6 separate regions of the Mus musculus genome follow, and all the other regions are linked to region 5. Evidence: chromatin contacts called from public HiChIP or PLAC-seq and promoter capture Hi-C data. All regions are on one chromosome and are shown on one strand. Each heading gives the region's core, a stretch centred on a gene start, on an enhancer-like site or on the middle of the called end of the contact. The rest is flanking DNA. Distances are from core to core; before and after follow the strand shown.

Region 1 (3,272 bases), core at 177-2,676, 450 kb before region 5:
CCATTTGCCTATCTCCTTGGGAAGACTTCATCCTGGCCACTACAGCTTGGACAGAAGGGCCCAAGGAGTCTCTGTCAAGGCACATCCCCATCCTACCACAGGCTAGCTCAAAGCTGCTGGCACCCCTAAGGAGAGCAGTGGCGCTGGTGTGATTTCTGAGGCTCTCTGGCTTGTCATACGTACGTACTCTTACCTGGAAAACGTGTGCTTCCAGACTGAAAATGCCAGATCCTAGCATCCACCTTGCCTCACTGCATCCCTAAGAAGCCTCCCCATTCCCCAGATCTAGTATGCTGTCCAGTAACCAGGGGCAGTGAGCTCGTCTTCTGGGTTTCGGCAGAACTAAACCACCGTTCCAGAAGGGAGGAACGCATGTTATGAGACCAACAAAAAGAACTGAGAGAATCATTGTTGTGTCTGTCTAGGTTTAGCTGCTCCATTGCCTTGTGTAAGGTGGACCTGTTGTACAACCCTGGCCAGTCTTAAGACCCCACCAGGGCCCTCTGCTATTAGCGCAAACAGATGGGAGGAGGGCGGTGTGTGTGTGTGTGTGTGTGTGTGTAAAGCCCAAGGAGATGAGCATCCGCCCCCTGACCCCTTTAAGACAAAGTCTTGTCAGGAATTTTATTCTGGTTTCCAATAAGGACGACCTTGAACTCCTGAGCCTCTCCTCTCAACTGCTGGGATTACAGCACTAACCACAACCTGCTTACTGCACTGGGGATCAAACCCAGGGCTTGGTGAATTCTAAACCAGCAAGTGCTCTACCTAAAGAGCTACATCCTCAGCGCAAAGATAAGCACTCTCAATATCTAGGGAGCAGATGGATGAAGGATAGAGAGACCAAACTGGAATCTCAAGGAGTGGACCACGACTAGGGGAGTCGGAGGGGCAAAGACACAAAGTCCTTTGGGAAACCACAGTAGGTTTGGAGGGATGGGGCGGGGGAGAGGGAAGGTAAGTGGAGTGGCTGGCGGTTAAGTAGACTAGGGTCACCCCTGGAAGCCAACGCTGTTCCCCCCTCCGCCCAGAGCACGCTGCGCTGCGGAATTCTGCCAGCACGAAGCAGAGTCACGAGCCGAGCCCCAGCGCGGAGGGAGCAGGACATCGTCAGCTCCGGGAGAGCACGCGCGCGTGGGCGGACGGGGGCAGGGGCCTCGCATCCAGCCGCCCACTCCTCGCGCCTCCCGAGGCTCGCATTTCCATTCCGCATCCCTCCCCACTCCTGCTTCCCCTCGCCCTACAAGGACTTGATGAGATAGGAGGGGGCTTGAAGCAGCCTGGAGCCCCCATCCCTCTTCCCACCTCCCCTGCATCCCCCTCCACTTCAGCGGGCGTCTCGCCCCCGCCTCCCCCGACTGGGCTCCCGGGCTCCGCGCCGCCCCCGCACCGGGCTCTAGGGGCGGGAGAGGCAGCGGCGCTGGGTGGGGCAGGGCTGGCTCCGGCTGCTACGTCAGCAGCCGCGAGAGGGGATCCTGGGCGCGGCCCCGCCTCCTCACGTGCGCGCGGCGCAGGGCCCCGTGCCGCCCGCGTGACCGCCGCCCCCACTGCAGCTCCGCTTCCACGCGTGGGAGGGAGGCCGCTGCGGCTGAAGAAAAGTCTTCTATCTGCAGCCGCACGATCTCCCCAGTTTGGGACGCTCCCCTCTGCCCAGCGGTTGCGGGGGTGACAGGTCCTGGGGTGTGTACCTGCCAAGGTTTGGGGAAGAGATTTGTTCTCCCTTCCACATTACTGTAATGGCCTTGCATCCCTTTAGTGGAAGAAGGAGATGGGGAAGGAGACTCTTATCTCAGGGAAGACCTAGTTTCAAGGTGAAGCTGAAGCTTGGGACAGAGTGAGGGAGAAGAGCTTTTGGGATGAGGTTAGGGATGGTGTCCCCAGCAATCCATCAGCCTCCATTTCTGCAACATTAACCTGGCATCCTCACTAGGGTTGATCTTGGCCCACCAGGGTCGTGCTTCTTTGAACCTAGTACCACGAGTTACCAGAACCTGGGTGCTGTACTGTGCTCACTCAGTGCATGAGCGAGAATCCAGCATCTTCATCTTTCCTGTGTCCTTGACCTCACTGATCCCCACCCCTGTCGCCCAACCCCATCCCATAGTGGCAGGCAGGTTTGGAAAGAATCAATTAGGAATGAAGACAGTAACAAGCCAAGCACAATTGAGTATCCACAGCAACGGAGTGGATGGAAGCCCATCACCTGTGCTTCTGCGAGGTGTCCTTAAGTGACCCATTATCTGCAAGGTATTTGGATGCCAAGGTAGACCACACAGCCCTATTGCTATCCTGAGACTTCTGTCTTCTAGTTGGTGTTTTCACTGGCCGGTGAGATAGACAAAGTGGGGCTACCTGGGACTAGGATACGAGAACCGAAGCTCCCAAAATCAAATAAAAGCCATATTTGGTGAAGCCCAGAGCCTGGAATTGAGGAAGGATGGATACCATTTGTAGATCAGATAAACAGGCTCTGAAGAAGAACAGGGCTGGAGAGGACACTGACTTAACCAGGCCCAGTTCCCTGTCTCCCTAAACCTTCCAGCCTTGGTGTGCTTGCTTGCTTGCGCCTTTTGTTCCCTGGGCGAACAGATCTTCCAGCTCTTCACAAGGCAAAGCTTCATTGTGTCCACATCTTAGTTTCTTTGTTTCCAATACAGCCAGGAAATGAGTGAATGAGAAAGGCGGAGGAACCCGTGTCATGAGTCCCATTTGGCTACATGTTTGGATACCAGTGTATCTGGGCAAGTGGTTTCTTATTCTTGTCTCCTGAAGAGGCTGCTCGACTCTGTATACGCAAGTATGGAAGTGGTCAGTGTAACGGAACAGCTCTATCAAGTGCCAGATACTGTATGGAAATCGAAGGTAGCCTAGTAAGCTTGCTCACCCATCCAAAGGAACTTCTGTGTCCCGGGTGAGAAGTCTTACATGCAGTATGTGATGCTAAGAACCAACACCAAGCTCTAGACAAGGCCTTTGATAAAAGAGAGAGAGCAACAGAAAGGAATGGAGACTGTTGGGCGAATGGGAGCAGGTGACAGAGAGAAACTCCCTGACCAGGCATATTAATTTGGTTTGTATGGAACAAAGGCAAGGGATTCATGACCAAGGAGGTCCAAGGACATGGTCAACAAATGAACCTACTGTGGTACTGAGGGATGGCCTTCTAAGTTCCTCAGGCCCAGGGTGCCCAAGGCACCCTAAAGCTCAGCTCTAGTGACATAGGTACACAAAGTGGCTTCCTTACCCCCATCTATCATGATGCCTGAAGGCCA
Region 2 (3,121 bases), core at 577-3,076, 390 kb after region 5:
TCTTCTGCTGCTGCTGTTTCCGAGACAAGTCTCCTTTAGCAGCTGGGAGACTGGAGCCCTCACACTGGGATCAAATGTCCGTAGCATGGCATCTCATGGTCACAGGATGGCTGCCACAGCACCAGGCACACCATTTGCACTGCTGTGGCCAGAAGCGGGGGCAATGCCAGCCAGGGCCATCACTTGTCGCAGATAGCTTTCCCCTGGATCAGGAGGGTGCTTGAGAGAGTTTAGCATGGAGCCTTCAGACTTGTTATTGGGAATTATGACTGCCCACAGCTCAGGTCTGAGGACCTCCGGTGTGTACCGGCACCGTCTAGAAGCTTCATGCAGACTAGCCTTGTAGGGTGAGTCCCCTGTGGACAGGGGAAAGCAAATGCTAGTTATTGAGACAGGCTCATTATGTAGCCCTGGCTGGCCGAGAACTCAGAGATCCACCTGCCTCTGCTTCCTGAGTGCTGGGATTAGAGGCGTGTGCCAGCATGTCTGAAGAAGTAGATGCTGAGGAAGAGCATCGGTCACTGTCACCTGGACCCCAGCGTCTCTGTTGTTGGGTCCACACAGGCCACAGACCAAGCTCCGTGCTCACCCTGTCACCAGCTGGGTCATGTGAGAGGCAGGATCATACCCAGGCCTTCATCTTGCTGGTGGAGGAATCAGGGAGCCCCAGGCTCCCCTGCTGCCCTCAGAGACCCCACTGGGAACCAGCTGAGCCTTGGGGCCTCTCTCCCATCCTGCTGTGCAGCATGGGGCAAGGACTTGCCGTGTAGCCATAGGTCCCTCTTGGAAGCTGAGAACTTTGGTCCAACATTAGCTAGCCCTCGGAAGAACTGAGGAGCCTAGAGCTGTGCTAGTCACACACCGAGTCTGGCCATTTCTTGAAACCATGCCGGAGATGGGAGAGGGGAGGAGTCTCATTTTCTGATGTGGGCGCTGAAGCACAGAGAGGTTGAACAGCTTACTCGTGTTCACACAGCCAATGAGCAGCAGAGGCAGAATGGGAACCCAGGCATCCTGGCTTAGTGGTCATGCTGATAAGACGTTCGTTCGCTGTAGTGGTTCCTTGCCTGAGGCTTTGGTTTGTAATGCACACCCAGCCTGTTCTCCAGGTGAGCTGGGCTGGCTCCCAGCACGAGAGCATAGGGCAGCTGCAATCCAAATGAGAAGAGAGCCTGTGCCAGGAGCAGGGTGGCCATGACAGCTGAACCCTGACAGCTGAGGGCTGACCTGAGCCTGAGCCTCCAGGTGGCCAAGGCGAGAGAGGAAATGGTAGATGAAAGGAAACTCGCCTGGATGTCGGCAGGAAGCCTGTGGTTAGGGGAGGGAAACTCCTTACCTAGCCCCGTATAGGGTCAGGTACTCATTTCTCCCTGGTGACTTTTCTGGGGACTGAGTCAGGGTACCTGGCAATGTCATTAGGTAGGAAGCTGGTGGCCTTCGCAGGGGGTCTGAGTCACCCCGCCCCCACCCCTAGTGGAGCCGCCATCCCTTGGTGAGGGCAGCGGCACCCTCTGAATTGACTTCAACCCCATATCAGGGGCCAAGCTTGAACATAACCTGTTTGAGATTTACATTTTTCCACTCAAGAAACAAACTCACAAGAGCCAAGTGACTTTGGCCACAGTCACACACTCAGAGCAGCCTCAGAGCGACTTCCCCACGGACGTTCTGCTTGCTGCTGCTCATCTGTGGTAGAAGCTCAGGAGTCCAGCCTCTGGGTGCCTCAGGACTGGCTGGAGAGTCGGCCTCTTTGCAATGCTGTGTGCCCCACGGGGCTTCCTCTGCCACCCTACTACCTCAGGCTCCACACCCCACTCCTTCCTGCACAGAATGGGGAATCCCCTGTGGTGGGTGAGATTCTGCACCTTCACCCCTGAATTGGAAGGAGCATACCCCCCCCAGCCACTTTGTAAATCACAGCAGGAGACTAAACACCCCTTGCTGGTGTTTATTCCTGTGCAGCTTGGAGTGGGGCAGGGGCGGGCAGGATTTCTCAGGGCAGAGGAAGAGGCCTTCTAAAAGATGGCTGGCGGATCGTCAAAGGCCCACTCAGCATTGGTTCTGAGGCCCGGGGCAGGCAGCCTCTTTCTGCCTCAGCTTCCTCTTCTGGAGTGATGCTTCAGACCTCTCTCCCTTGTGGGTTTCTGTGGCAGAAATGTCCTCTGAGACAGCAGCTGCAGCCATTCAGTGACAGTGTAGGCTACAAGCAAGACATCAGGCCCCCTGTGCCCCACAGACAGTGTCCCTGGGGAAGTCAGTGCGTATAATCACACCCCAGACCCTTCTGGGCTGTGATGTCACCAACCTTTTCTGGTTGTTCTGAGACTAGGTTTCATGTACTCCAGGCTGGCCTTGGAGTTATGATGTCACCAAGGATGATCTGGAACTTAGGATACTCCATACCGCCCCTCCCAAGTGCTAGGAGTACAGCTATTACCACCCCTCATTTCCCAACCCCCACCCCAAGTTTTATTCAGTTGGAATAAGGGGTTTTTGGGTGTCAGGAAAGCACTGATTCACCAAGCCACATCCACAGCCTTCCCAGTCCCTTTGTAAGATCTGAATGCTTCTAGGGGTCAGAACCCCCAAAGGCCTCCTCCCACTGCCGGGTGGAGAGTGGTAGGGTAGAGGCTGCGAGGCCCAGGGCCCTTGGCTGGTCAGCAGGCATCGTGGCATCACTGCTGTGGAGACTTTGCTGGACCTGGGCGAACAGGTAAGCATGGTGGGTAGCTGCACCCACCGTGGCCAGTGTTAAGATAGGCCAGGCTGAGTGAGCAGGACTCAGGGTGAAGTCACAGGGGCTTCATCTATGGGCTGCTGGCTGCAGTCACCCAGCCAGTGTGGGAGCAGAGACCAGGTCTGACATTCTGGGGTCCTGCTCCTTGGTAAGCTCTTGTGTTGGCTGCTGTGTGGCCTGGGTGAAGTTATGCACACCCTCTGAGCTGTGTAGATGTCTAGGAAGGATTCTGCTGATACTTCCTAAGGCAGCAGAGAGCGAGGGGCCAGGAAAGAAATGAGGTCTCCTGCTTCCCTGTTGACAGGCTGGTTTGGCTGCCAAATGACAGCCAAGTGATAGCTTCCCATTAACAGATACAGAAGTATTAAGAACCTGGATTGGGTT
Region 3 (2,942 bases), core at 34-2,533, 490 kb after region 5:
ACACTGTGCCTGCTTTTGTCAAAACTTAATCTTTAAAGGCCCCTCCTGTCTGCCAAGCCTGGGCCTTTTCCCTCACAGCTTGATTCTGCTTAAGTTTCTGGGATGCCCCTCTTGGTTCCCAGGAGGCCCATGCAGCAGTCTTTTACAGCAGCAGCCTTGAGTTAAGGGCCTGTGAGGGTTCTCAGCCAGAGGGTTCCGTGCCCCACCCCCCCCCCCCACACACACACACTCTGTTTGGGAAGCTGAAGAGGTATCTATATATTGACAGACTTCCACACCTACGCCATTGGTCCACTGTTCTCGAAACTGCATGCCCCTCTGTCAAATCCCCTTCTTGGCCTCTCTCTGTGAAGTGGTTCAAAGGAACAGCCCTGAGACCTTAGACATTTTACTTCTTGGACTGTGGGCTTGAAAATACCAAGTCTGGTTTTCTGTTTACCCTTCAAAGCTCTGTCTAGCATCCTGACTTCACCAAGTTCCACACTGAAGTCAAAGAGTGTCTGTCCTGGGTGAGATCAGTGGGCCAAGTGGTCTCCTGTAGAGTGTAGTTTGATTTGTGTGTGTGTGGCCTCACAGGACTTTTCAAAGCTGAGACACTGATAATTGCTGCCAACGATTTGAGCCTTCTCATGACAGTCTTTCTTAGGTTGTGGCTCTTGAGTGCCTGCTTGTGAATTTTATATGGGTTCTGTATAGCATAGGTTAGCTGTCTTAGTGAACCCCAGTGGAGGAGAGGATGAAGTGAGAGCCTCTCACTGGTCTGGTCCTTAGCAGTGCTATAGTTTACAGCGGATGGGGTTGGGAGGCACCAACAATGAACCCTAATAGAGCTTGCTGCACAGGTTTCTATCTGGTACTTCCCTGGCAGTAAGTGGGAAACCAAGACGCGACATCGCAATGGAGAATCCCACACCCCAGCCCTGCAGTCCCACACACGGTGTGATAACAGCGAGAAAGCTTCCAGGGAATAAATGTCCCAGTCTAGCGTGCTACCTTCACCCTTCTCCAGCAATCTCCTAAATTCAGACATTGAGGCTAGGAGTGCAGAGGACATCGGGAGAGCACAGTTCCAGAAACCACGCTCTAGGACCCGGTGAGAGAGCGGCCGTGGACCATGAGAGCCGTGTCCGCCCCGGAGACGCGCCAGCACCGCGGCGGCAGTAGTGGCGACAGGAGACGGAGGGGCGGAGGCTGGGGCGGAGGGAGCGGGAGGGCGGGCCGGAGGGTGGCGGGAGGTGTGGCCGGCGGCGGTGGCGGGTGAGCCGCTGCAGCTGCCGCCGGCGTCTCAGGGGCTGCAAGCTGCAGGCGGACGCAACGCTGTGCGATTCCGAAGCCCAGCCACGCCAGGCCGCCCGGCCCTGGCCCCCAGCGGGCGTCGCCGCTCCTTGTCGCTTTGACGCCTAGCCCAGCGCCGCGGCGCAGGACTACCGGTGCCCCGCAAGTTGCGAGCGCACTCTGCGCCTGGGGAAACTTTACCCCGCGGCCGAGCCTCTGCCAGGTAGGATTCAATCACTGAGCCCCTCTGTGCGTACTGGCCCCGGGATACCGCGCGCTTCGGGGGAGATCCCAGATCAGTGCGGGTCCCAGGACGCTCGGGTAAGCGGCCACCAAGTTCTGAAGCGACTCCCCTGGGGGCGGGGACAGCGCCGCACTGAGTGACCCGGAGCATGCTCGGGTCGCGACTTCGCCCAGGTCAGGTGCAGCCATTCTGCGCCCAGCGATCTCGGGGGCTCAGGCGACAGTAAGGCGGCAGGTGGGACTCCCAGAGCCGGTGTGTTGGCCGGGGCTGTACCGAGAGTGAAGGGGTGAGCCCAAGTGACCCTGCACACAAGCAGGTCACAACGGGGGACACGGAGCCGGGCTTGGGCGCGGCGGACAGCCGATCGGGCTGGGGCACCGAGCGCTCTTCGCCTTCGTGGGACCCTGGTAGCAGGGCCTGGAGAACGCTCCTAGATTTTGCTCTCGCACCCGAGTTATCATTCCTTGCGCGGGAAGATGTCCAGCTCCGTGGATGTGGAGACCTAGGAGGTTCCCGGGCGGGTCCGGAGCTCCTTGCGGCCGGATGTGGGGTGTGGTGGCCGTGGGTTCCTTAGCGTGGCTGGCCGAGGTGGGCGCGCGCGGGCTCCGGGTCCTGCTTGCGCTGGGAGAGTTGTCTCGCCAGGGGGCGCCCTTCCCTGGCCAGATCGGCTTCCCAGACCAGCCTAGGAGCTTCTCTGAGTTTCTGAGCTCATGGAACCGCAGATGGACCAAGGCAATGCGCGTGGGGTCTGTTTGGAGGAGCTCCCCACCTTGTCCCAGAGAATCGGACGGAGGTGCACCCACTGTGAGACTGATGTGCAACGATCAGACGGATCAGTGTCATGAGGTGGGCTGCTGGCAAGGATGAGTGAACAATTTACACCCAGAAAAACAAAAGAAAGTTTACATGAACAGCAAGCCTGCATGGAGACAATAGGATAGAACATTAGTTGGATTTACTTGAAGTTACTGAAACCCAGCCATTTTTGTAAAAGTGGCATCTTTTGTCCTGGTCCTGGTCAGATCTCTGGGCGTGGTGGGCAGGATTTGTCCTCTCTCTGGGCATAGGTAGATTGGGGGCATAGGAATTTCTATAGTTTCATCAAAAGGGATACACTCCTCACCCATTACCGAGAGCACTCCATGTCCTGGGCCTGAGGTCCCACATGCATCTCTATGATCACGTCCCACATGCTGGTGAAAACGCACTTTCTTCCTTCCTGTACTCTTAGACTCCTGTATTGTGTGGGTGGAAAGGGTCATCTTTGTTGTGTGAAAGGCTGTTCTTATGGAGGGGACTTTGGAGGGAATTGGTGCCTTCTCTTCTCACTAAACTTCTCTCTGTTCCCCCAAGAGAGTACAGATAAGCTCACAGAGACCGTAGCTTCACACCGACTGAAGTTTTCATGTGCCCTTGCTAGGAA
Region 4 (3,199 bases), core at 103-2,602, 300 kb after region 5:
CTACACATCCCACACCTGTCAGAGGCTTAGGGTAGACCCCATAGCCACCAAGTTATTCATTTGCCCTTAACATACTGACTCTTTTTATTGTCTGCTCCCAGAATCCCTCGAAGACTGGATTCTACCAGCACCCCTGAGAAACTTCATTCCCAAGGACCCGCCCCTCCACCTGCAGGCCAGATTCTAGCATGCCACTAGGAAGAGGCTGTAAGTCTGTATTCCCCATACAGCTCAGTACCGAGAGTCCCAGGCTGGGCACCCCTGGGCACTCTGTATTTATCTAAGAGACTGTCCTTAGCATCTCTCCATGGGAGCCATTCCTAGGATATGACTCCTCACAGCTCCTCTGCACTGGGTCCTAGGGCTGTCCATGTCCCTGCAAGCTTGTTACCACTAAAACCCTTATACCAACAAAGCAAGCTCACCTCAGGTGAGGCACCTCTCTTCCCTGGGCTGTGGTCTTCTCAACAGTCAGACTGAAGCTTGACCAATCCTTCCTAGAACCTCTTGGGGGAACCTCTCTCTGCAGAGGCTCTCCAGAAGGAACCAGAGAATGTATCAGAGAAGAAGGAACCAGAGAATGTATCAGAAAAGAAGGAACCAGAGAATGTATCAGAGAAGCTCGGGCCCAGGGGAGTACTTTCTCATGACAGGAAGCCATCAGCCAGGCTGGGGATGATAATATTTATCATCATATGACCCCATTATCACATTATACCCTTTCCATGCATTTTCCATTTCTCCCCATCAATCTTGGATTGGCTATTAAAATTCATTTAAGTTTTAGTTTTTATGAAATAGGCTCTTACTCTACATCCCCAGCTGGTCTGGTGTTCACTATGTAGCCTAGGCTGGCCTCAAACGTGTAGCAATCTTTCTACCTCAGGGCCCTGAGTACTGAGATCATAGACATGTGCCACCATACCTAGCTAAAACCCATTTCATAGCTGGGAATGCTGAGGCACATGGAGGTGATGTGACTCTCACTGTCCCATCAGCAACTAGTCATGACAGACCTTGAGGCAGAGAAGCCCTGGGGCTCCTGCTACCGCTTGGCCACCTCTCAGGCAAGCCCGAGTGGCCGAAGCAGGCCATTCCGGCTTCTTCTGCCCTCTGTGACTGCTAGATTCCCGAGGTGTCAAGCCTCATTAGAGCAAGCGAGGCAGGCGAGTGTGGAGAGGCAGATGACAGGTATACAGTCTGACCGCGGCTCCCTTCAAATCATCAGCCTGTCTGGGTGGGAACGTGCCTGGGAGCCGGGCAGAGGCCCCTGGCTTGGCTGCACAGTCTCATGCATATTAAAAACATCTTTGGCACGCCTTTCCCTCGCTGCTCTAACTGCCTGACGTTTCTCCTCTACCCTACAAAAGCTGACAGAGTTAGTTGGCTGTACAGCTCCCCGGCTTCAGACACACACCCCACCTCAAGAAATGGATGCCCGGGAGGAGAATTGTGTTTGGCTGGCGTCTGTAGAGATTACAGAGGCAGAGGACTGTGCCCTGGTGAGTCTGACCAGGCAGGCGTTCCTGCACTTGCCCAGGAGGCAAGTCCGACAGTCATTGTCCATGGGTAGTAACTCAGGAAAGCTGAATGATCTGACAAAAGTCACAAATCAAGTCAGTAGTGAGGATGCGACCAGGGTTTGTACAGCTCCAGCAGTTTGGGCTCATAATTCCTGTTTAAGCACTGCCCTGGGAAGCCATGTGACTTGGCGACTGAGCTGACTTCTGGGATCCTGCTACTGTCCTAGCTGTGCGACTCTGGGCAAGCTACTTAGCCTCTCTGAACTCAGTTCTCTGTTCTATAAAACCAAGAGAAAAATAGCAACCACCTCACCAGGAACAATGTTTTTGACCAAATGCAGTCATGGCAACCATAGGGCTAACGGTGGAAAACAGTAACCACAGTGAGGATGGAAGGGTTAAGGTGACAAGACAACGCTTGCTGACTAATAAAACCGTGCACAGGACAAGAGATCTATTAGTTTCTGGAAGATTCCTCCAACAATAAAACAAATATTGGAGACAGAAAAACTGGTGTGGCTGGTCAAAGACTAGCAGTCGGGAAGCCAAAGCAGAGAGAAAGAATGGGGTAGAAAAGCTGCCCCTATTCTGGACCTGACAAGCCCAACCTCTCTGAGCAGAGAGAAGTGTCCAGGGGGGTCTCTTGTATTGCCACAAGCCTATGAGGAAGGCAGCCAGCCAGGCCCTGGCTCCCATTCATCCTTGGCAGCCAGAGCCTGCTCCTCAGTCAAAAGCATGCTCTGGTCCCTGCCCCAACAGGAAGCTTTTGTTTAGCAGGGAAGGGGGAGCGAGAGAGGAGCACCCAGTGCCACATGCTCCTGTTCCCCCACCCCCCGACACCCCCAGCATGCCTGCCACAACCCAGGTGGGTGGGAAGGTATAGAAGAGAAGACCTAGCCACCCACCAAGCGAGGCTCCATAGGCCTGGCACGAGAGCCTGGCACCACAGGGAGAGGTGATGGCTGTCAGCACCAGGAGAGCAACATTCCAAGATTCAAGAATAGCCCAACCACAAGACAAAGAGGCCCTCCCTGTCGGGAGCTTCTTCCTCCCCCCGGAGCTTCAGGGACACATGTTGGGAGGCCTGCGGTTTCCTGGAACTGCTAGGAACAGGACCAGTTTCCAGGTAGACACCACATCCCTGTGACTGTCGCGGTCTTCAAATCCTTGCTGGGCACAGCTGGGTGGGGAAAGGCTGATTCCTTGTGTTTGGGACAGCCAACCAACTGATGTCAGTAACAAAAAAGAACCAGCCATGCCACCACCTCTCAGAAGAGATTCCAAGCTTTTATTATTTACTCGACCAGAGTGCGTGGCAATGAGACCCTGGGCCTTATATAAGTGTTGACTGAGCCTGAATCCCACTGTGAACTCCAAGAAATGCAGATACTTTAGATGTACGCTGGTCACACAGTGTTGGGTTGTTCGATTATTAAATAACAATGTGCTGTGTCAAGACCAGTTGCTCTAGAGTATCAAAGCAAGAGCGCTGTTCTCAATTCTCACTTTCCTAAATGAAGGCAAGACGTGGGAAGAGCAATGATGGACATCATAGAAGGATACTAGGCACCTGAAGACAGAAGACAATCTGGGCAGCAACCGCCTTAGTCAGCCATCGGAGAGGGACATGGACACCAGAGCGTGGTAAGTAGAGGCAGAATGTCTTGCTGTCTCTT
Region 5 (3,122 bases), core at 71-2,570:
CTAAGACAAAGAGATAGTAACCCCCCAATACTGGAATCTTTGTTGGTGAGGAAAGTCTTCCTAGGTCTCCAGACAGTAATCTCTGTGGGTATTTAAGCTGTAAGTAACAATATCCACGAGGTGGCGCTAAAGTACAATCGGGACCAAAATGCATTCGCATCTCGTGGACAGATGAAGAACTACAGCCAGCAATGGCAAGCTGGGTTGCCTCATTAGCCTTTCAGTAACTGTCACTCAGCTTTTTGCTGCCTTGTGACAGATGCCACTATGCATGCCGCTCCAGTTACTTCCAAAATTTTATAACTGCGTCTTGGATTTTTGTTTGTTTGTTTGTTTTGTTTTGTTTTTCGAGACAGGGTTTTTATGTGTCGCCCTGGCTGTCCTGGAACTCATTCTGTAGACCAGGCTGGCATCGAACTCAGAAATCCGCCTACCTCTGCCTCCCAAGTGCTGGGATAAAAGGCGTGCGCCACCATTGCCCGGCTGGATTTTTTTCCCAGAAAAATATTATACTTACACCTGGACACAAGCATCTGCTCACACATTTTCTCTCTTCTGATTTTGCACAAGCACATTTTAACTAAAAGTGATCGTGCTTGTCCCTTCTTAAGGGACTGTGGCTTCTCATTAGCCTGTCTTGGAGATATTACCTTGCTGACTGGTATGACGACTCCTTCTCCGTTGTTCCATAATCCTACAGTTTACTTTCTTGCTAGTATTAGAAATAGTGCGGTGAATGTTTCTTTCTTTCTTTTCTTTCTTCTTCTTTTTTTTTTTTTTTTTTTTTTGGTTTTTCGAGACAGGGTTTCTCTGTATAGCCAGGAGATGTCCTGGAACTCACTTTGTAGACCAGGCTGGCCTCGAACTCAGAAATCCACCTGCCTCTGCCTCCCGAGTGCTGGGATTAAAGGCGTGCGCCACCTCGCCCGGCTGGTGAATGTTTCAATAAGTGGTGAGACTTTCTGCAGGGTAAACTACAAAGAAGGTTGGTTGGAATTGCAGGGCTAGGGAGTTTTTTTTTTTTTTTTACACCTTGATGGATACTGCCAAATTGCCCTGGGGGCCTAACTATGCTTTGCAGAGTTGTAGATTGTCTCTTTATGGCTAAGCTAGCCTGGAACTAGTGAGTGATCCTTCTGCTGTGCTGAGATTATGGATATAAGCCACCACGCCTGACCCAAATGCTTGCCTTTTCCACAGTTTTATCCCAGAGCTTGGTGCGCCTGGCTGTCACTCTGCCTTTGCCCCGAACGGGAATGCTCACGTGCGCTGACTCCTCCTGTCCAGCAGGGGGCGCGGCGCTACCGCTTCGCATGCGCAGTGCGCGCCGTGTCAGCCGTGGGGAACTGGAGGCCGGCGCAGGCTTCCCCGCTGGCTCCAGGGTACCTGGTGCTGGCGGCGGGCTCCCGTCACCGCGCGATCCGACACAGCCGTGGCTCGCGGCCCGCGGCAAGAGCCGGTGACGGAGCGCGGGGCCGAGCGGGAAGCGGCCGGTTCCGAGGTGAGCGCGGCGCGCGGGCGGCCGGGTGGGCCTCGGGGCTGGGCCTCTGGGAGCCCCGGGGCTGCAGGAGCGCCGCAGCGCTGCACCGCGGCCCCTGCTGTACCTGTGCCCCGGTCCCCAGGCCTGACCTCCTGTCCAGAACCTCTGCTTCCTGTTGTAATCGGGCGTTGTGGGACCCGAGTCCTCCCAGGAAGGCCTTACACCTTGGCTGTCCAGGACCGGTGTCGTCCAGTGCATGTTCTGGGTGGGACGCGGTGGAGAGGGTGGCTCAGGAAGGAACCACTGGCTCCGAGCGTTGGGAGATGCGCTCCGGATGCTGGGAACAGTGTCCAGTTTTGAGAGTCAAATAATGGTTTGGTGTCACTTATCAGGTGCCAATCTGGAAGCGCCCTATCACTTAGGGAGTGTGGATGTTGTCTTGAGTCTAGGGCAGGTCCATTTCAATTTTTAAAAGTCAGCCATTAGTTCTAAGTAGTGTAATTGAACTTTGTGTGTACTCTGGAACTCAAGGCGATTCACGGGAATAATAAACACGGTTGAGTTTTTATTACAGTCACTTTCCCTGACTTAAACCTCCTAGTTGCTCTATAGAGCCTGTGTAGTCATCTGAGGATCCAGGCTGCTGGGCGCTGAAGCCCAGCCTTGGAGTTCTGTTGTGGAACCCTGGAAGTTCTTAGCCTTGCTCTTGACCTTTCTCCACCACAGGGAGGTTCAGAAGTTTGTCACACAGTGCTGTCAGGAGGATGAAGTAGCACATACTAAATGCACATGTGTAGGGTAAGTGTTCACTTGGGTACTTAACGTATTCACCGTGATGTAACTGCCACGGTCAGTCAAACAGTGTCTTTATATTGGAAACCCTTTTTGGAGGTAATGAGCCACACTGGAACTCTAATTCTAATCCTGTCATGGCTGTGCACCGTAAGTTTGTGTCTGTTTGCCTTCTTTGCTTTCAGAAGCATTCCTGTGTAGCGGTGGCAGGCTGTTCAGCGGGCAGGACAGCTCTAAAAAGGCTAAGACAACAGGAAATTGTGACTTGGAATGCTGGGCTGAGTGGATTGGCTATAGCCCGGAGCTTGGAAGAAAGGTGTTTCAGGCCAGTGTTAGGAAGGAGCAATTCCAGGAACGGGGCGAGTGGCTCACCCTGCCTGTAGATGGGTGTTAGAGTCATTTCCAGTGACTCAGTTCTCTGAATCTGGATGAATCGTTCCAGAATTTCTTTTTTTTTAATTGAGGGGGAGGGTGTTTGATAGGTTTGAAGGATGATCATTTGAAGGGTCAGAGATGAAATTCTTGTTTTGATCCAGGCCATGGTATGAAACTGGGCAGTCAGGAGAACTAGGATTCAGTCTGCAGGATTCAGCACAGGTTTATCAGGGGTGGGGTGCTTCGAGGACATAGCTCAGCTACGATAAAGGTAACCGCTGAACCACCTTTCCAGCCCCTTTCCAATGATAATGATAATGATAATAATAGAAAGAGAAGCAAGTGTTCTTAACTGCTGAACCATCTCCCTAGCCCCTCTCCAATAATCATAATCATAACAACAACAGTAATAACAATAGAGCAGCATTTGCTCTTAGCTGCTGAGCCATCTCTTCAGCCCCTCTCCAACAACACC
Region 6 (3,093 bases), core at 113-2,612, 380 kb after region 5:
TCCTGACATGAGGCCCCAGAGTCTGCGACTTCTGAATAGCTGATCCTCGAGTCTCTTAAGCGTCCCTCAGACTTACAGCGTCTTATCTGATTTTCCACTTAAGCTACAGTTAGGTTGAGATGGAGCAGAGTCCTGGGCTGGACGTTTGAGGCCAAGCCTAGCAGTTTGCACATCCCAGTGTGATGGACAAATGTGAACGCGTCACCCCCATTCTTAAGGGTCTGAAGCCACCCAGAGCACTGGCCACTTTAGCCAGCCCCAGCCCCAGCCCCAGCCCCAGCATACACCTCAACATTCACAACACCTGGGCCTCAGGCTCTTCACTGGGAGATGGAGACCGAGGTAGGATGTCTGGGGTGTCCCTAGCACAGTGCATCTGAGTGTGAGAGCTGCAGAAGGCTGGGAGCTCAGGGGCCATAGCTCAGCTTCCCGTCTGGTACTTCTTACGAGGCAGCCTCTTGTTCAGTCAGTGGCCCTCCAGTGATGCCTCTTGGGCTTCAGAGCAAAATGCAAGAAGGGAAACCTATCTAAGCCACATCGGCTAAATTAAAGGGATTGAAGGGAGATCCTGGCCAGGACCAGAGGATCTGGTCTCCTTCCCTGACAGGAAGCCAAGAGTCACATCTTGGGAGCTGGGTCAGGACAAAAAGGGTCTAGTGAGGAAGTCTGGTGAGGAAGATTGGGTGGGTAGCCTCCACTAAGGTGTTGCTTAGCATGAGGTAAGGAAAGAGTGCTGGTTATTTACTGGATTGGTTTTAGGCAAGTCACTGAACCTCTGAGCCTCAGTTTTTTCATCTGCTCAATGGGGACAGTGCTTTATCTAGGAGCTTGTTTAAGAGTCTCAATGAGAAGAGAAATTTTGTGGGTGATGCAAGGTGATAGGCTAAAGCTTGTCACCTCCTAGCTACAGTGTTGAGGGGCCAGAGAGTGGGAACCTGTCGATCCAGCTCATGGGGTCATGTGACTGGGCTTTGAACTCCTGTGACTAAACATGTGGGATGCTAGAGTGGGGCAGCAGCTTGTGTTCAGGCTCTGGCTGTGTCTTCTTGGTCCTCCAGCAGTTCAATGGACAGGCTCCCACCAGCCCTGCTGTGTTGGAGGTGAGGCCTGTAGGGGCTCAGGGACATTAGCTAACTCTCTTGCTCAAGGTCACACCACAGCTAGAAGCAGAGCAGGACTCCCAAGAGGTCTCCCAGGGAACCTTGAACTCCCAGGCTGCTCCATGGCCCCACGCTTCTCCTGTTGCCAGGGGAACGTGTGTTTGTTTGCTTGTTTTTCCCTCTCTTATTTTAACAACAGTAACAACAAACCGAAAGTACAAGCCGAGATTGAAAATAAGATAGTGTGAGGTCAAGAATCCAGCAGTCCCCAAGTCAGCTGTCACAGAAGGTTACAACACAGGAGAGTACAAGCAGCCACCATGACCAGCCTCCTTTTATGGATGTTCAGGGCAAAGTCCAGAAGCTGGAGATCTGTGTCATACGCCAGCCTGTTGGACCAGGCTGGGCCAGGTGGTCTCCAGAGCCTTGAAGTTCTCTCTCCACATCCTGCCATGTGTGACAGGCCACTCTTACCTGCCATGGCTGCCAGACTTCCCAGCCTCCAGGTGCCTCCTGCCTCAAGGTGACACTCATGGCCTGGCCTCATTGACAGAGGTGCCCCTCCCCAGAGGCCAGCCTTTCCCCCATCACCTTGCTTCAGTGTAGGCCAGGACCACTGGGCAAAATCCTGCCAGGTGTCAGGCACCTCACCTAGCTCCTTCCTGGGAACCCACTAGTCGGCTAATTTCACAGGGAAAGCTACAGCAGAAGCAAGGCATGGCTCCAGGCTACATAGCTGGCCGGAGGTGGTCCATGCGGCCTATTCAGGTGTAGACTTGTGTTTGTATGGTTGCCTCTTACTCTGTCTGGCCTCTCTGAAGACAGTGATCTCTCAGGTGACTCTCATGACAGTGCTCTGGGGTAGGTAACAGGAGGGGAGTGAACTTCGGGAAGGGTATGGAATAGTCAAGGAGTGGGAGGACCACATGACACCGGTTTCTGGTCACCTGCTCCTGTCTGAGCACGGAGGCACTGGGAAGTCAGGGCTGAATCACAAGCTGCAGAGCATCTGTGCTGGCCCCTGGCGCACATCTCAGCATGTTCCATCCCCAGAGCCTAAAACCCTAGTTCCTGGCTTCCCTCTGAGCAGTCATCAGGACCTCTGGCTTGTGCCAATCCTAGCTAGCTTTAGTGATGTCATTTCTGGTGTTCAGTGGCTTCCTCTGCAGAACCAGTGTCTCTCTAAGGGACCTTCCTGAGCTCTGCAGACACCCAGCTCTTACCTCGTTCTCACGATCATGTGCCACGAGCTCACTCGTCCTGGGCATTTTTAGAGTCATGGGCAGAAAATGTTAAGTTCAGGATAACCCTGAAAGACCCTGCGTTTTAGGGAGGATGTGGAGGGGAGGGTGTGGAGGGGAAGCTGCGGTGGGGAGAACCTGTGACACACTTGGGTGTAGAACTTGGCTGTTCCTGAGTCACCTGGGGTCCAAGCTCACCCTCGAGCTTCTGTTGGTGCAAACTGGGCAGTGCTGGGCATGGGCATTGGCTATGGCTGGCTGTGCAGTGCACTAGAAGAGAGACCACAGAGGGAAAGTCTCAGAAATCCACATTAGGAATTTCTGAAAAGAGGGATTTTAACAGAAACTACATGTGCAAAGGCCCTAGTGTAGAGAGGGCCTGAGAGTACAGGGGCAACAGTAAAGAGATCAGATAAGCACGTGGGAAAGACCAGGGTGACAAGAGGAAGGCAGAGCAACCGAACAGGGACAGGACATGCACATCATCTGGTTTTATAGCCAGTGTGTCAGCAGGAGTGCTGGCTGCACAGGACAGTGTTCTTGCTGTGTTTCTCGGCTGTCGGTCGCTCTGCAGTGTGGATAAGCTCACGCTGAGTGGGGCTGGTCCCAGCTCAGTTCTGGACTGGCCCGGCAGGAGGGCTGGGGACAGTGGAAAACTGCAGAATAGCAGGAGACTGTGTGGCTCTTAGGTGTTCCATGAGGGGCCATTTCCTCTTCTCTCCACCCCACAACACTTACAGCCAGGAGTGTGC

The links. Promoter capture Hi-C pulls out the DNA fragments that hold promoters and counts their contacts. HiChIP or PLAC-seq counts read pairs in DNA pulled down with a chosen protein or histone mark.
Region 1: a contact with region 5 is called in a promoter capture Hi-C map of stem cell-derived epiblast-like cells, with 4 times the contacts expected there. The contact joins the enhancer-like site here to the promoter of Ext2 in region 5. A contact is called at or near these places in 10 of 39 promoter capture datasets (the 3T3-L1 cell line, 3T3-L1-derived adipocytes, the SN4741 cell line and 4 more) and 1 of 9 other capture datasets (embryonic stem cells).
Region 2: a contact with region 5 is called in an H3K27ac HiChIP or PLAC-seq map of thymic regulatory T cells, with 12 times the contacts expected there. The contact joins the enhancer-like site here to the promoter of Ext2 in region 5. A contact is called at or near these places in 17 of 39 promoter capture datasets (the 3T3-L1 cell line, 3T3-L1-derived adipocytes, the C10 cell line and 10 more), 4 of 15 datasets of contacts at CTCF or cohesin (embryonic stem cells, large pre-B cells, pro-B cells and 1 more), 40 of 484 Hi-C or Micro-C datasets (the AML12 cell line, B cells, the C2C12 cell line and 26 more), 5 of 115 datasets of contacts at active chromatin or transcription factors (craniofacial prominence, embryonic stem cells, forebrain and 2 more) and 3 of 9 other capture datasets (adipose tissue, embryonic stem cells and liver).
Region 3: a contact with region 5 is called in a promoter capture Hi-C map of embryonic stem cells, with 2.3 times the contacts expected there. The contact joins the promoter of Tspan18 here to the promoter of Ext2 in region 5. A contact is called at or near these places in 7 of 39 promoter capture datasets (cranial neural crest, embryonic stem cells, frontonasal cranial neural crest and 3 more), 1 of 484 Hi-C or Micro-C datasets (myocytes) and 1 of 115 datasets of contacts at active chromatin or transcription factors (craniofacial prominence).
Region 4: a contact with region 5 is called in a promoter capture Hi-C map of liver, with 2.6 times the contacts expected there. The contact joins the enhancer-like site here to the promoter of Ext2 in region 5. A contact is called at or near these places in 6 of 39 promoter capture datasets (the 3T3-L1 cell line, 3T3-L1-derived adipocytes, the SN4741 cell line and 3 more) and 2 of 15 datasets of contacts at CTCF or cohesin (the NIH/3T3 cell line and large pre-B cells).
Region 6: a promoter capture Hi-C map of cranial neural crest shows a contact between it and region 5. The contact joins the enhancer-like site here to the promoter of Ext2 in region 5. A contact is called at or near these places in 14 of 39 promoter capture datasets (the C10 cell line, the HPC-7 cell line, cranial neural crest and 9 more), 4 of 115 datasets of contacts at active chromatin or transcription factors (bone marrow-derived dendritic cells, forebrain, hepatocytes and 1 more) and 3 of 9 other capture datasets (adipose tissue, liver and macrophages).

The regions. Positions count from the first base shown.
Region 1 is chr2:94,271,610-94,274,881 of GRCm38.p6, reverse strand. No RefSeq gene overlaps it. Among named protein-coding and RNA genes, the nearest start is that of Mir670hg, 8.1 kb to the right of the region's middle. Within about 2 kb of position 1,426, at least 271 of the 459 cell types and tissues checked have an H3K27ac peak or open chromatin away from gene starts, as enhancers often do. A contact at or near this core is called in the SN4741 cell line, hippocampal neurons, liver and 1 more, where this site is marked.
Region 2 is chr2:93,426,291-93,429,411 of GRCm38.p6, reverse strand. All of the region lies in intron 6 of Cd82 (CD82 antigen), which reads left to right. Among named protein-coding and RNA genes, the nearest start is that of Mir7001, 5.8 kb to the right of the region's middle. Within about 2 kb of position 1,826, at least 71 of the 459 cell types and tissues checked have an H3K27ac peak or open chromatin away from gene starts, as enhancers often do. A contact at or near this core is called in B cells, CD8 T cells, Th17 cells and 6 more, where this site is marked.
Region 3 is chr2:93,332,828-93,335,769 of GRCm38.p6, reverse strand. Tspan18 (tetraspanin 18) reads left to right here and starts at 1,283. Exons shown (of 10, transcript NM_183180.2): 1 at 1,283-1,498.
Region 4 is chr2:93,520,279-93,523,477 of GRCm38.p6, reverse strand. No RefSeq gene overlaps it. Among named protein-coding and RNA genes, the nearest start is that of Gm33010, 5.8 kb to the left of the region's middle. Within about 2 kb of position 1,352, at least 29 of the 459 cell types and tissues checked have an H3K27ac peak or open chromatin away from gene starts, as enhancers often do.
Region 5 is chr2:93,820,766-93,823,887 of GRCm38.p6, reverse strand. It overlaps Ext2 (exostosin glycosyltransferase 2), which reads left to right and starts at 1,320. Exons shown (of 14, transcript NM_010163.3): 1 at 1,320-1,501.
Region 6 is chr2:93,443,685-93,446,777 of GRCm38.p6, reverse strand. The region is part of intron 1 of Cd82 (CD82 antigen); the gene reads left to right. Among named protein-coding and RNA genes, the nearest start is that of Gm10804, 7.6 kb to the left of the region's middle. Within about 2 kb of position 1,362, at least 66 of the 459 cell types and tissues checked have an H3K27ac peak or open chromatin away from gene starts, as enhancers often do. A contact at or near this core is called in hepatocytes, liver and trophoblast stem cells, where this site is marked.